Regions from separate parts of the Mus musculus genome. Here all the other regions are linked to region 1. A link is a contact called in public Micro-C and promoter capture Hi-C data. All regions are on one chromosome and are shown on one strand. The core of a region is the stretch at or near the end of the contact, and the rest is flanking DNA. Distances in the headings are between cores, read along the strand shown. Region 1 holds the start of Smarcd3 (SWI/SNF related, matrix associated, actin dependent regulator of chromatin, subfamily d, member 3). Region 2 holds the start of Prkag2 (protein kinase, AMP-activated, gamma 2 non-catalytic subunit). Region 3 overlaps Prkag2 (protein kinase, AMP-activated, gamma 2 non-catalytic subunit). Region 4 holds the start of 1500035N22Rik (RIKEN cDNA 1500035N22 gene).

The links. Promoter capture Hi-C pulls out the DNA fragments that hold promoters and counts their contacts. A called contact is a pair of places that touch in the nucleus more often than the background predicts. Capture Hi-C pulls out chosen DNA fragments and counts their contacts.
Region 2: a contact with region 1 is called in a promoter capture Hi-C map of liver. The contact joins the promoter of Prkag2 here to the promoter of Smarcd3 in region 1. A contact is called at or near these places in 2 of 39 promoter capture datasets (hippocampal neurons and liver), 1 of 484 Hi-C or Micro-C datasets (embryonic stem cells), 1 of 115 datasets of contacts at active chromatin or transcription factors (embryonic stem cells) and 1 of 9 other capture datasets (liver).
Region 3: a Micro-C map of embryonic stem cells shows a contact between it and region 1, with 2.4 times the contacts expected there. The contact joins the enhancer-like site here to the promoter of Smarcd3 in region 1. A contact is called at or near these places in 5 of 39 promoter capture datasets (the 3T3-L1 cell line, cranial neural crest, pre-B cells and 2 more), 2 of 15 datasets of contacts at CTCF or cohesin (the NIH/3T3 cell line and embryonic stem cells), 5 of 484 Hi-C or Micro-C datasets (LSK cells and embryonic stem cells), 4 of 115 datasets of contacts at active chromatin or transcription factors (embryonic stem cells, extraembryonic endoderm stem cells and pancreatic cancer cells) and 1 of 9 other capture datasets (liver).
Region 4: a contact with region 1 is called in a promoter capture Hi-C map of embryonic stem cells, with 6 read pairs. The contact joins the promoter of 1500035N22Rik here to the promoter of Smarcd3 in region 1. A contact is called at or near these places in 3 of 39 promoter capture datasets (embryonic stem cells and pre-B cells), 1 of 484 Hi-C or Micro-C datasets (embryonic stem cells) and 1 of 115 datasets of contacts at active chromatin or transcription factors (bone marrow-derived macrophages).

What each region holds. Positions count from the first base shown.
Region 1 is chr5:24,600,675-24,603,281 of GRCm38.p6, forward strand. Smarcd3 (SWI/SNF related, matrix associated, actin dependent regulator of chromatin, subfamily d, member 3) reads right to left here and starts at 1,328. Exons shown (of 13, transcript NM_025891.3): 1 at 1,107-1,328. The coding sequence starts at 1,184.
Region 2 is chr5:25,099,356-25,101,962 of GRCm38.p6, forward strand. Prkag2 (protein kinase, AMP-activated, gamma 2 non-catalytic subunit) reads right to left here and starts at 1,287. Exons shown (of 16, transcript NM_145401.2): 1 at 656-1,287. The coding sequence starts at 769. It overlaps Gm42232 (a long non-coding RNA gene), which reads right to left and starts at 648. Exons shown (of 2, transcript XR_880887.2): 1 at 498-648. It overlaps 2900005J15Rik (RIKEN cDNA 2900005J15 gene), which reads left to right and starts at 1,620. Exons shown (of 1, transcript NR_027851.1): 1 at 1,620-2,607.
Region 3 is chr5:25,009,272-25,011,878 of GRCm38.p6, forward strand. All of the region lies in intron 3 of Prkag2 (protein kinase, AMP-activated, gamma 2 non-catalytic subunit), which reads right to left. Among named protein-coding and RNA genes, the nearest start is that of 1500035N22Rik, 25 kb to the left of the region's middle. Within about 2 kb of position 1,285, at least 106 of the 459 cell types and tissues checked have an H3K27ac peak or open chromatin away from gene starts, as enhancers often do. A contact at or near this core is called in embryonic stem cells, where this site is marked.
Region 4 is chr5:24,984,532-24,987,138 of GRCm38.p6, forward strand. 1500035N22Rik (RIKEN cDNA 1500035N22 gene) reads left to right here and starts at 1,311. Exons shown (of 2, transcript NR_166410.1): 1 at 1,311-1,505. All of the region lies in intron 3 of Prkag2 (protein kinase, AMP-activated, gamma 2 non-catalytic subunit), which reads right to left.

The DNA of each region.
Region 1 (2,607 bases), core at 78-2,577:
CTTGGAATTTATACCCCAGAGATCCCTATGGCTAGAGAACAGGCTGCCACAGAGAAGCCCTCTTCCCTATCAGCCACTCTCCTATTCATCAAGGCCACTGATACTGTTGGGTCTAATGAGGCCCTGAGAAGAAGGCTTCTAGGGGCCCCCAGGAGCCTGCCATCAGTAACAGCCTCATAAGGGTCAGATTCTGGGGGCCCTTGCCTCTCACTGAAATGGTGCTTCCTGGAGTCACAACCAAATTTGGCCATAGTAAATATGACTGACTCTTCCCTCCATATGCCCAGGCTTAGAGCTCCTCACAGCAGGCTCTCCACCTCAATAGGTTCCTGGGTACCCTCAGACTCCTCACATGTCTTCGTGAGTGTGTGAGTGTGTGTGTGTGTGTGTGTTAGAACGGTATAGTACTATCCCTTTGGTTTCTAGGCCTCATGTCCCCAACTCCTGCCCCTCCTTCACACCTTTGAGGTGTTAAGGTCATCAACTTCTGGTGGCTGAGCCTGCCAAGGAGATCTTCTGACTGCTTAACTTGAGGTCTCACAAGTAGACCCTTCTCAGCTCTGACAGCAGGGCCAAGTCCTCAAGGCCCTCCTGCTAGGATGCAGAGGTTGTTCAGCAGAGAGCTTTTGCTCTTAGGTCACCTGCTCCTAGCTGCTCAGACCTAGTCGGAGTGACCCTGTCCCAAAGGATGAACAGGGACAACAGGCAGCCCTGCCCTAGCTGTGTGTTCGAGTCACCACCCCACCCCCACCCCCAGGGCAGGGGTAACACCTGAGCCCACCAGTAAAAGAATGTGAGACATGTCAGTTACAGAGGGGACCCCCCTCTTGGGGGAGGCACGGTGCCCACATCCCACCCCTTGCCCCTGAGAAGAACCCAAGCCGACGCCTCTCTTCCCGGCCGCCGCGCGCCCATCCCCAGCCGACCGCTTGGCGACGTGTTCGGATGCCAGGGCGCCCGCAAGGTCCCAGGGTTGGGCCGTGACCGTGCGCCCCTCAACCAAAGGGGTGGGAGAGCCGGAGCGCGCCGGCGGCCCCTCCCGATCATCCCTCCATTCAGCCCGAGCCAGCTCGCTCACCCTCCCCCGCTAACTTTCCCCCACTCACCACCCCATGGACCAGAAACTCAAAAAGTTTGCTTTTCGTGGCTTTGCGCGCCCCTCCGGCAACTTCGTCCGCGGCCATCGGGGTGGGCTCAGCGGCTCCTCTCACTCTCTCTCTCTCTTCCTCTTTCTTTCCCTTTTCTGCCTTTTTTTTCCTCCAACTCTCCCCTCTGAGTCCTGCTGGGCTCTCTCACACTTCTACTCGAGCGGAGTGGGGAGGGGGCCCCTTCAGGGCTGCCCTGACGGCCCACGGCCCACGCCGCCGCCGCCGCCCGCCCGCCGCCGCCGCCGCCGCGGCTGCCGCATTCCTGCACTGATAAGACAGAAATAGTCCGGCGGCCCGGGGTCTGCCTGCGACGCGCCGGGGACGGAGCGGCCCTCCTGTGCACTCCGCGTGGTCCAAGCGGCGCACAGAAGCGGCGAGACGAGCCGATCTGCCCGGAGGCTGCGCGATGGGCAGCTGCGCTGCGCCCAGGCCGCCCGGGGCCCATCGGTGGCGGCTCGGGGAGGGAACACCACGGGAGGTGACAAGGGGCTCGCCAGCCACTCTGCCCTCGCCACAAATAGTTTCTCGGTTAGGGAATTCGCCGACATGGCCAGGCAGGGAACAGACAGTTCCAACTTTTTTCCCCCAAGTGGCTCCTGCAGCATTTCTGAGGCCCTTTCCCCTGGGACCAGGCAGGCCAAGTAGGGAAACATTTGCTGGAAGGAATCTGGGGGGGAACCCGAGCCCGAAGCAGGCCTTGCTCCTGTCCCAGGGCCAGCGCGGTGGGTGTGCCGGGCTAGGCGGGCTCCCGGGCGCCCGCAGATGTGTGTGCCCTTGTCTCGCACACCGTGTGTCTGCACCCTTTTGTGGCACGGCGCAGAGGCTGTGGGTGTGGATGTTTATGTGCGTGCACTGACAAACGCCCAGTCTGTGTGCTTCCCTTCACAAGAGCCGCCGAGCCTGCGCGCGTGCGTGCGGGGCAGGACACGGCCTGTGTCTTTCAGCTCTGTTGGAGTCTATTTCTGGGCTTGTGAGTCTTTGTTTGTCTCTGTGCGAGAAAGTGAGGGCAATAGGGGAAATATTTCCGAAAAGGGGACATGGACTGGACTCATGAGAACAGGAGGAGTACATTGTGAGGAATGGCGCGGATCCAGGGTGGGTACTTGGGTGGGTAGGAGGAAAGGGTGAGGCAAGCAGGGCTTGATGGCTTTGGCGCGGAGACCCAGAGAGCTCGGGATTGGTGAAGTCCGCCCCAGAACCGAAGAGAAAGCAGGAGTGTGGGGTAGGAAGACGAGGAAACCCTAAATGGGACAGTGTGGATAGAACTGGCCATCCCTGGAGGGGAGGAAGAACAGAAAGGAGGGGACAAATCCTGAGATCCCTAGGTTGAGCCCAAGCTCCGCCCATTCCACAAGCCACGCCTGTCCCCACCTTCTGAAGGAGGAGTCCGCGGGTTTCAGGACAATCAAGGGTCAGGTTTATGGGCTAGCTGGGGCTGCCGCTGAGAGAGGGACAATGC
Region 2 (2,607 bases), core at 37-2,536, 500 kb after region 1:
CACCAGAGTCCAACCAAGGTGGCAGGGTATTCTGGGCTGAAGTTAGCAATAGCCCTGTATAGTAAGCCGAGAAAACCTCAAGCCCCCAAATTCCACGAGGCACAAAATATTCCTGGAGTCAAACCACGGGAATCACTGCAAAGGGCTCCAGCCGCGACTCACATGCATCCTGAAATTGGTGTGGAGGGAGAGCTATTTGGGGGTGCTGCCTCACCGTGGCACCCCGCGATATTCCCACCCACCACTCCTTTCCTCAGTCCCCGGTGGCGGCGGCGGCTCCTCAACTCACGCTTCCCCGCACTTCACAAGAGGTCCTTTTCAACAAAACAACACAACTCACCACCCCCCTCCCCAGCACCCGCACCGGCCCGATCCAGGGCTACGCCCAGTCCGCCACCAGGCTTTGCGCACCCGGGAGCGCGCTTCTCGTACTCGCTTCCCAGCAGACACCCTTGCCTCTGTCCTAGACAATCCCATAGCTCCACTATAGTACGGACCAAGATCCAATCTCGGGCTCTGCGGCCCAGCTTGGGCCCTGCCCCTCCCCCTCCCCAGCCTCCCGAAGGGACAGGAGGGACAGGACGGCGCGCGCAGAGTGTCCCTTGTTAACCGCCTAGGCGCCGCGGGAGTCTGGAGCTCCAGGGATGGGACTCACCGGAATGTGCACTCGCAGTGACCGCCTCTTCAGGCTAGGGTTCTTTTTGCCACTGCTCCCGCCCGGGCTGGAAACCTCTTTCTTCTTCTTGGTGTCCATGGCTGCGCTTCCCATAACTTTAGCTAGAAGTTAATTCCGGTGCCTCGTCCCCGGGGTTCGGTCCCCTCGCTGCCTCCCAGGACTGCTGCCGTTACACTGGAGCCACGCGCTTTTTATGACTGTCCTCCCACCCTGAAAACACCTCGTGGGGACTTCCGCGGGGAGGGCGGGTGGCGCAGGTAACACGCGGGGCTCCACCCGAGGGGCTGGCAGTCCGCGGAATGCCGGGTTGGAGCGTCCTCTTTCTCCTACGGAATCATTGGGTGCAGAGTCTCGGCCCGTGCTACTTTTGGTTACGCGTGGCAGAAGTCTTGTGCTGGGTGATAAAGTTTTCCTCCTTCTGCAAAGCGAAGCAACATTTTCCACCTCTCGGCTCCTCCCACAAATTCCCAGAGGTAGTCGGCCAGGCAGGTGCAATTAACAACAGCAATTTGGAAAACAGCCTTCTCGTGTCTGTGCCTCGATGGAAACGGTGGCCAGAGACACTTGGTAGAGAAATGCATAACCCTGGGCCGCACAATAAAGCGACAGGGAGCCTGGGACCCGGAGGGCCTCCTCTTTGGGCGAGAGGGAGGGCAGAGGGGGAAGAGGAGGTGCAAAGGCGAAGACTCGTCGCAATTGGGCTGGCGCGTGGCCGCAGGAATAAACTGTGGCGGCGGCTGGCTGGGTTCTGCGGGCCGAAGGGCGCGCCCCAGCCCCTAGGGGAGAATAGGGCAGGGCGCCCGCCCCGGGCGGCCTCTGAGCCGCGGCCCCCGGGACCCGGGGAACTGTGGGGGCCGGGTCTGGCACCAACGTAGGCTCTGGGAGCGCTGGGCGGTGGCAGGCGGCGCGCGCGTTGAACAGGAAGTGCGCGGCGTGCGGCGCCACTGTCCCACTCCACGCGGCCCACGCTGCCCCCGGGTGGTCGCCGTGCACTCTCTGTCTCAAGGTAGGCCAGCTCCGGACTCGCCAGGAGCTGATTCTGATCCATCTGGTTTTGCTGTGTCTCTGTTTAGGTCCAGCCCCCGGAAACACACACCCGCAGCCCGACCACGCCACGATTGAAGCCCCGGGTCAAAGTGGTTCGGGTGACCGCACTCGCTTCTCGCAACGCCGCCCCCCTGCGGCGTAGGGAACCCCATCCTGTCCAGAGCGGCCTGTGGCGTGGTGAGTGCAGGCTTTTCTCCACAACTTGGTTCTTTTCAGATTCATCAAAGATTGCGCAACAAACCTTGATCTTTGGCAAAGGCGCTCTGGTCTCAGTAAATGCTGAAGTCCTAAAACCACGAGAGGAAATGGGTGCGTCGGAGCCTGAAACCAGGGCGAACACGCCACGTGCTCCCGGATCTTCAGAGCCACTGGCTGCAGATCTGGTACTGCGGGCTGCTCAGGGCCCTGGTGTTCCTCCCAGGCAGCAGGACCTTGGCTTCTGGTCTGAGTGAGGGGCGTGCTTCCTCTCCTGCTCAGAATTGAATACCGGCTGACCCCAGTGATCACTCCAGCTCTTTGAAGCTAACATCAGCCCACCTGCTCCCTGTAAACAGTAATACACGGACAGTACCTATAGCATAAACGTGATAGGGGTTCCTTTGACGAAGACATGACACGGGTAAGGAGATGGCCTTTACTCCTCTTCCTGCTCTCCCACCGTAGAGGATGTGGTTACCACTTTAAGACCATGATTTAGTAAAGGACCTGTCTGTCCCATGAGAAACCCATTGCTGGGTCCAGCAATCCCCTGGATTTCCACGGTACCAGCCAAGTTCCTGCAAATTAGGTAAAACCCTACAGCTGGGGGGAAGGGGGCGATCCTTGGTTCATCAGGTAAGTTTGTATACATCCTGCTACCACACTTTCAAAACAAGAATGAAGTA
Region 3 (2,607 bases), core at 35-2,534, 410 kb after region 1:
GAAAGATACTTCTCCATCTCTGGCCAGAGTGCATCTTGCCAGTCCCACTCTCCACACCCTAGCCAGACTCAACTGGCAGGCCTTTCAAACTCATCTCTACGTCTCTGACCATCTGGGGTTGTATTTTCCAGACTGCAATCACTCTCTCCACCCAGATCATAAAAATCAGCGGTCTTATCTGATAAAGCATGCTAAAATCAGAGACAACGAAGAGATTCCAGAGGAAATCCCGTGTCATGAGAAGGGGGTTCTATGCTGGATGACAACATCGTGTGTGTGTGTGTGTGTGTGTGTGTGTGTGTGTGTGTGTTCACAAGGCAGAGGGGGGCAGGGGCAGGGATGGGGAAGGGAATGTGTGTACAGGGGTGTAACTGTGGTATCTGGAGGCCATCATCTCAGCCGTCCTTCAGGCTCCATCCACCTTGCTTTTTGAGACAGTCTCTCACTAAATTAGTTGAGGTTGGCTGGCCAGCAAGTCCTAGAGGTCCTCTGGTCTCCTCCCAGCCTCCTCTCCTCCCAGGCTGCTACCACACTCACCTAGATTTTTTTTACCTTGGTTCTGGGACTTGAACTCAGACTCCCAGCACACAGAACTGAATCACCCCCCAAGCTCTCCAATGTATCTCTTACTGCAAACAGCAGTTAAGAATTCAAACGAGCAGCAGGGAAGCCGCTGGCTTCATTTGCATGACTTGTTCGCAGGTTTTCAAGTATCCCACAGATGCAAATAGCCCAGGGGCCAGGGTGTGTTCTCCATCTTTTGATTTCCACCTGTCTTGCTGAGGGCTGTGTTAATCTGAGGGCTGGAACAGCCTTTGTGTAATCAGAAGAGGTGGAACCCAGGACAGAGATTTTTTTATTCCTTTTTTTTTTCCTAGTGGGACAAAGATAAGGCCCCAAAGCAGTTCCATCAGCAACGTCAGTGTGCTATTAAGACAAGATTCTGTGTATTGCTCAGTGGGGCTGGAGGAGCTGACCCAATGTTTCCATCTCAGGTCCCAGTGCCACTGCCACACCATGCATCATCAGCTGCTACTTGTTTTCATGCTAGCTGTAAAGTCTATCTTAGTCTAAACCTCAGTCAGGACGATTCTGATCTGCAGGAGAAGGGAAAGGAACAAGAGGAGCTGAGTTCTTGGTCTCAGCCCAACAGAGCGCAGAAGGCAACAGGCCTCCAGGTTACAGTGCCTTCCACTGTCAGCCCTGAGGCTAGAGCTCTGCTGTGGGTGGCCCTCCATGCACTAACTGGGACTGGCCGGATGGTGGCGGTAGAGTGGGTGAGACGGGAAGAGCTGAGAGAAGAGTCAAGCCCAGCGCGTGGTTTCCAAAGAGAGGAGCGAGAGAAGCCAGTCAGGAGGCAACAGACTGCAGAGGGATTTGTGGTAAGAGTTCAGCTCACACACAGGAGGACGGCTTAAGCCAAGCATAGTTAAGCAAGAGTTTCTAGAGGAAAACAAGCCTGAAGTGACGTCCCCAGGGAGGCTGGAGCCCATTGGCTTGATGTCAGGTCTGTTTCAGTGGCTCTCGGATGGCCCTCAGTCCCAGCTGTAGTCTGAGCAGCAGCCACACAAGCTTATGCAAAGGGCACACCCTTCCTCTGGCTTTCCCAACCATTCATTTAAAGAGCCCTGGGCTCCACCATTGAGGCCCCACCTTCCTGACCTCACCTGTAGCTAGCTGGCTAGCTCTTTTCCTCAGGACTGGAAAAAAATGCCCTGCATTCTCCTGCCTGGCACGCCATCTTTGGGCTGTCCAGCAGAGCCCTCTCTGACTCCTTCCCATCAGAGAGGCTGCCCCTGACTCCCCTACACCTAGCACCCCGTCACCCTTCTGATTTTCTTCCCAGCACTTGACACAGCATGGTGATGCCTTGGCCACGTATGTCCCGCTTGCCTCCAGGATGGCAGGGATCAGCTTGTTTGCTGTGGCCTGCCCAGTGCCAGAGGTGTGAACCTTCCTTTTGGCCTCCTGATTCTGCTAGGACGAGACACGTGCAGGGACGGTTCCTGCTTTTTTCTCACAGCAGCGCCTGCTCAAGGTTCAGCATGTGAGGCTATAGCACCCCCTAGTGGCCACAGTACCAAAAAGCCAGGAAAAATGTAAGCAACTGATGGGACAGGCCCAGGACAACGGGACCCCAGCTATGCTCTCTCATTTTACACACCCCCACACTGTGTGAGTGAAATTAGATGTAAGAAAAGATCCAGAAAACAAAGGTGGAAAGGAGGCCAGTAGTAAAGGCATCGCTCCTTGAATGTGGTGAAGACTTAGATGGTGCAGTGGCTGCCCCAAGTGGTTAAATGTAGCACAAGACATCTCAGCTCATCTCAGATGACAGGATGAACTTTTTAGGGCTAAGTAGACAACCAACTTGACGAAGTGCTTGCTGTGCATGCATGAGAACTCGAGCTTGATACCCACATGTAGGGTGCACTGCAATCTCAGAGCTCAGAGGGGGGAGATGGGGAACCCCTGGGACTCAATGGCCAACCAGAAACACCACGTGGGAGCTCCAGGCCAATGAAAAGAACCCATCTCAGAAGATGAGGTGGACAATAACTGAAGAATGATATCTAAAGTTTACCTCTGGCCTCCATATGTGTGTAT
Region 4 (2,607 bases), core at 61-2,560, 380 kb after region 1:
AGAGGAGGAGGAAGGAGAGAAAGGAGAGAGGAAGAGGAGGAGGAGGAGGAAGAGATGGGGGATGGGAGAAGCGGAGGGTGTCTCCCCACTGGTTCCTGGCAGTGGGCTTTCCCACAAAGGCCCAAATCCAAGCCCCCCAGCCCCTCCTGGCTGTCCCTGGCTTATGGGCAGAGGTCCTCGTCTTAACATGCAAGTCACCACATTCCAAGCATAGCTCTACATATTCACAAATGTCCACTACCACTTCAGCCCCATGGCAGAGCCAGGGGCTCTGAGAAGCCCCACACACATCTCCCATCACCTTAAAAACAAACAAACAAACAAACAAACAAACAAAACAGCTCCCAAGAACAAGGAAGGCTACAGTGCACCCACTGTGTGCAGACAGCTGTTCAGGGGGACACAGACTCATTCCACCACAGGAAATGCCATCAACAAGTCTCAGATACGACAGGCAGACAGCCACAATTCGGACTCCGTAGGGACAGGTCCCAATTCTTTCCTGCACAACCCCTTCCAGAACAATCTTCAAGCATTTTGAAATGTTTTTGAACTTTCATGATTCGGACAACGTGATCGAATGCATCGAGAGCCATTGCTATCCCAGGGAGGAGCTGGTCCTAGAGTGGTGAGGTCTGTCTTCCCACAGTACTTCCTCCCCAGGAGGATGGGTGGTCCTTCAAGTACCTGAAGGTTCTCCTTCCCCAGGCTCACTCCTGGGGAACACTTGTGTCACAGCGTTCCCAAGCAATTCAGTACTTCAGATGCTGTCGCTAGGAGCTCTCACGCTGTCTGTTCTGCAAACGACAGCAGCCCTACCTTCCAAAAAACACAACCCACAGAAGAAGTAAGACTGAAAAGCTGAACAGGCCAGGTGGAGGGTGCCCGTCAGCAAGACTAGAACTCAGGAGATGGATGTGAGGGTAGGGCTAGCCTGGGGTACATGAAGAGGCTGTCTGGAACATACAACCCGCCTTGGGTAAACTGTGCTTTACTATTGAATGCTTTAGTTCAGAACAAAGGACAGCTGAGGCCTCTACATGGGGAAGAGCCAGGCCACAGCAGTTCTGAGGACACTCTAGTGTGTCCCCTCCATCCTGTTCTTTCTACTCTTGAGTGGGTGCGCGCATACAGAGACCCAGCCGCTGCATCAGCGCATAACTGGATGGGAAGGGTCCTGCCTGCTCTCATTTTCCTTCATTTTTCTATATTAGGGGCAAGATGATCTATTTTTAGTGTGTAGCTGGTGTAAGTCAGGGGTTGCTATAGCAACGGCAAGTGGCTACAAACCCAGTGCCGCTCCGGTTCCCAGTCACAGAGAAATCCTGACAGAAATGCAGCCCTGGAGGATGGAGCGGCCCTGTTCTTGGGGGTTCCTGGCTCCTGTCCTCATGGCGTGCAGTGCCATGGGCAGGCTGAGGCTGAGTGTGCTAGGAAGCAGAGACTATACAAACTAGGAACCGTGAGAAGAGCTGACTGGGAATGGGTGCCAAGCTCAATCACAGGTGAGGAGAGAGTCCTACATTTGTGCAGCTCTTAGACAATAGGCAGAGGCAGGCTGGCATGCACTGCCTGGGCCCAGGGTAGCAGGCAGGGGATTGGAATGGGCTGTCAGTGTTGGTTTGTTGAGTCAGGGTCTCCTGTAGGCTCAAACTCACTCTGTAGCCAAGGATACCTTGAAGTCTTGATCTCGCTATTTTGTCTCTCGAGTGCTGGGATTACAGGCATGAGCAATCATAATTATATAGTGCTGGGAATGGAATCCAAGTCTTTGTGCACACTTTTTATCTACCTACTGATCTACATCCCCACCCTAGGCTGCCTACCTTTTAAGGCTGCCTCTGTGTGCACCTACCACCAGGGGCCCCAGACTGAGCCCAGCAGATGAGAAGGAACCTGGAGACTGAGCGTGCCATCCTCAAAGGCTGGGTGTATGATCTGTGTCCTATGTAGACTGTGGCCTGCCGAGCTCCCTGAGACAACGCTGCACTCAAAGTGTAAAAAAAAAAAAAAAAAAGAAGCCAGGACAATTAATGTCTAGGTTTACAGGCAGTGGGAAATGTGTTTTAAAATGTAGTTTTCTAATGACTCGGGGTAGTGAGGTCAGGGGATGAGCTTCCTCTGGAAAGACAGTGTATTACAGTCCCCCAGAGGAGGGGGTGTGTCACAGCCATGGGGGGGGGAGCGGCATGACAAGGAATGCCAGGCTGCTCAGGAGGCAGAGGAGAAAGGAGAGATCAGGCAGAAGCTTGGCTCTTGTTTCCAGGGAGAAGAAAGGTAACGCAGGTGGGGCAGACAAAGACTGGCTTCTGTGGATGTTTCCATGGGCCTCAGGGGTCTCGGGGACTGGCTCTATCCCCAGCATCACAAAAACTAAACAAAAGATCTAAAATGACCCTCAGTATTAGCAGCAACACCCATCGCTCCCCTGTTGTCTTTACCTTTCTTTAACTTCCAAGAGTTTTCGTCCCCACGGCACAGGGAGGCTCCTTCCTAGAAAGCCCATTGGAGGGGAGTGGACCCTGCTTCAGGGAGGGAGACTGCAGAGGAAGGGGTCTGAGGCCCCCAAGGCTAGATTCCTCAGGCCCTCACACAGCCCAGGCTGTG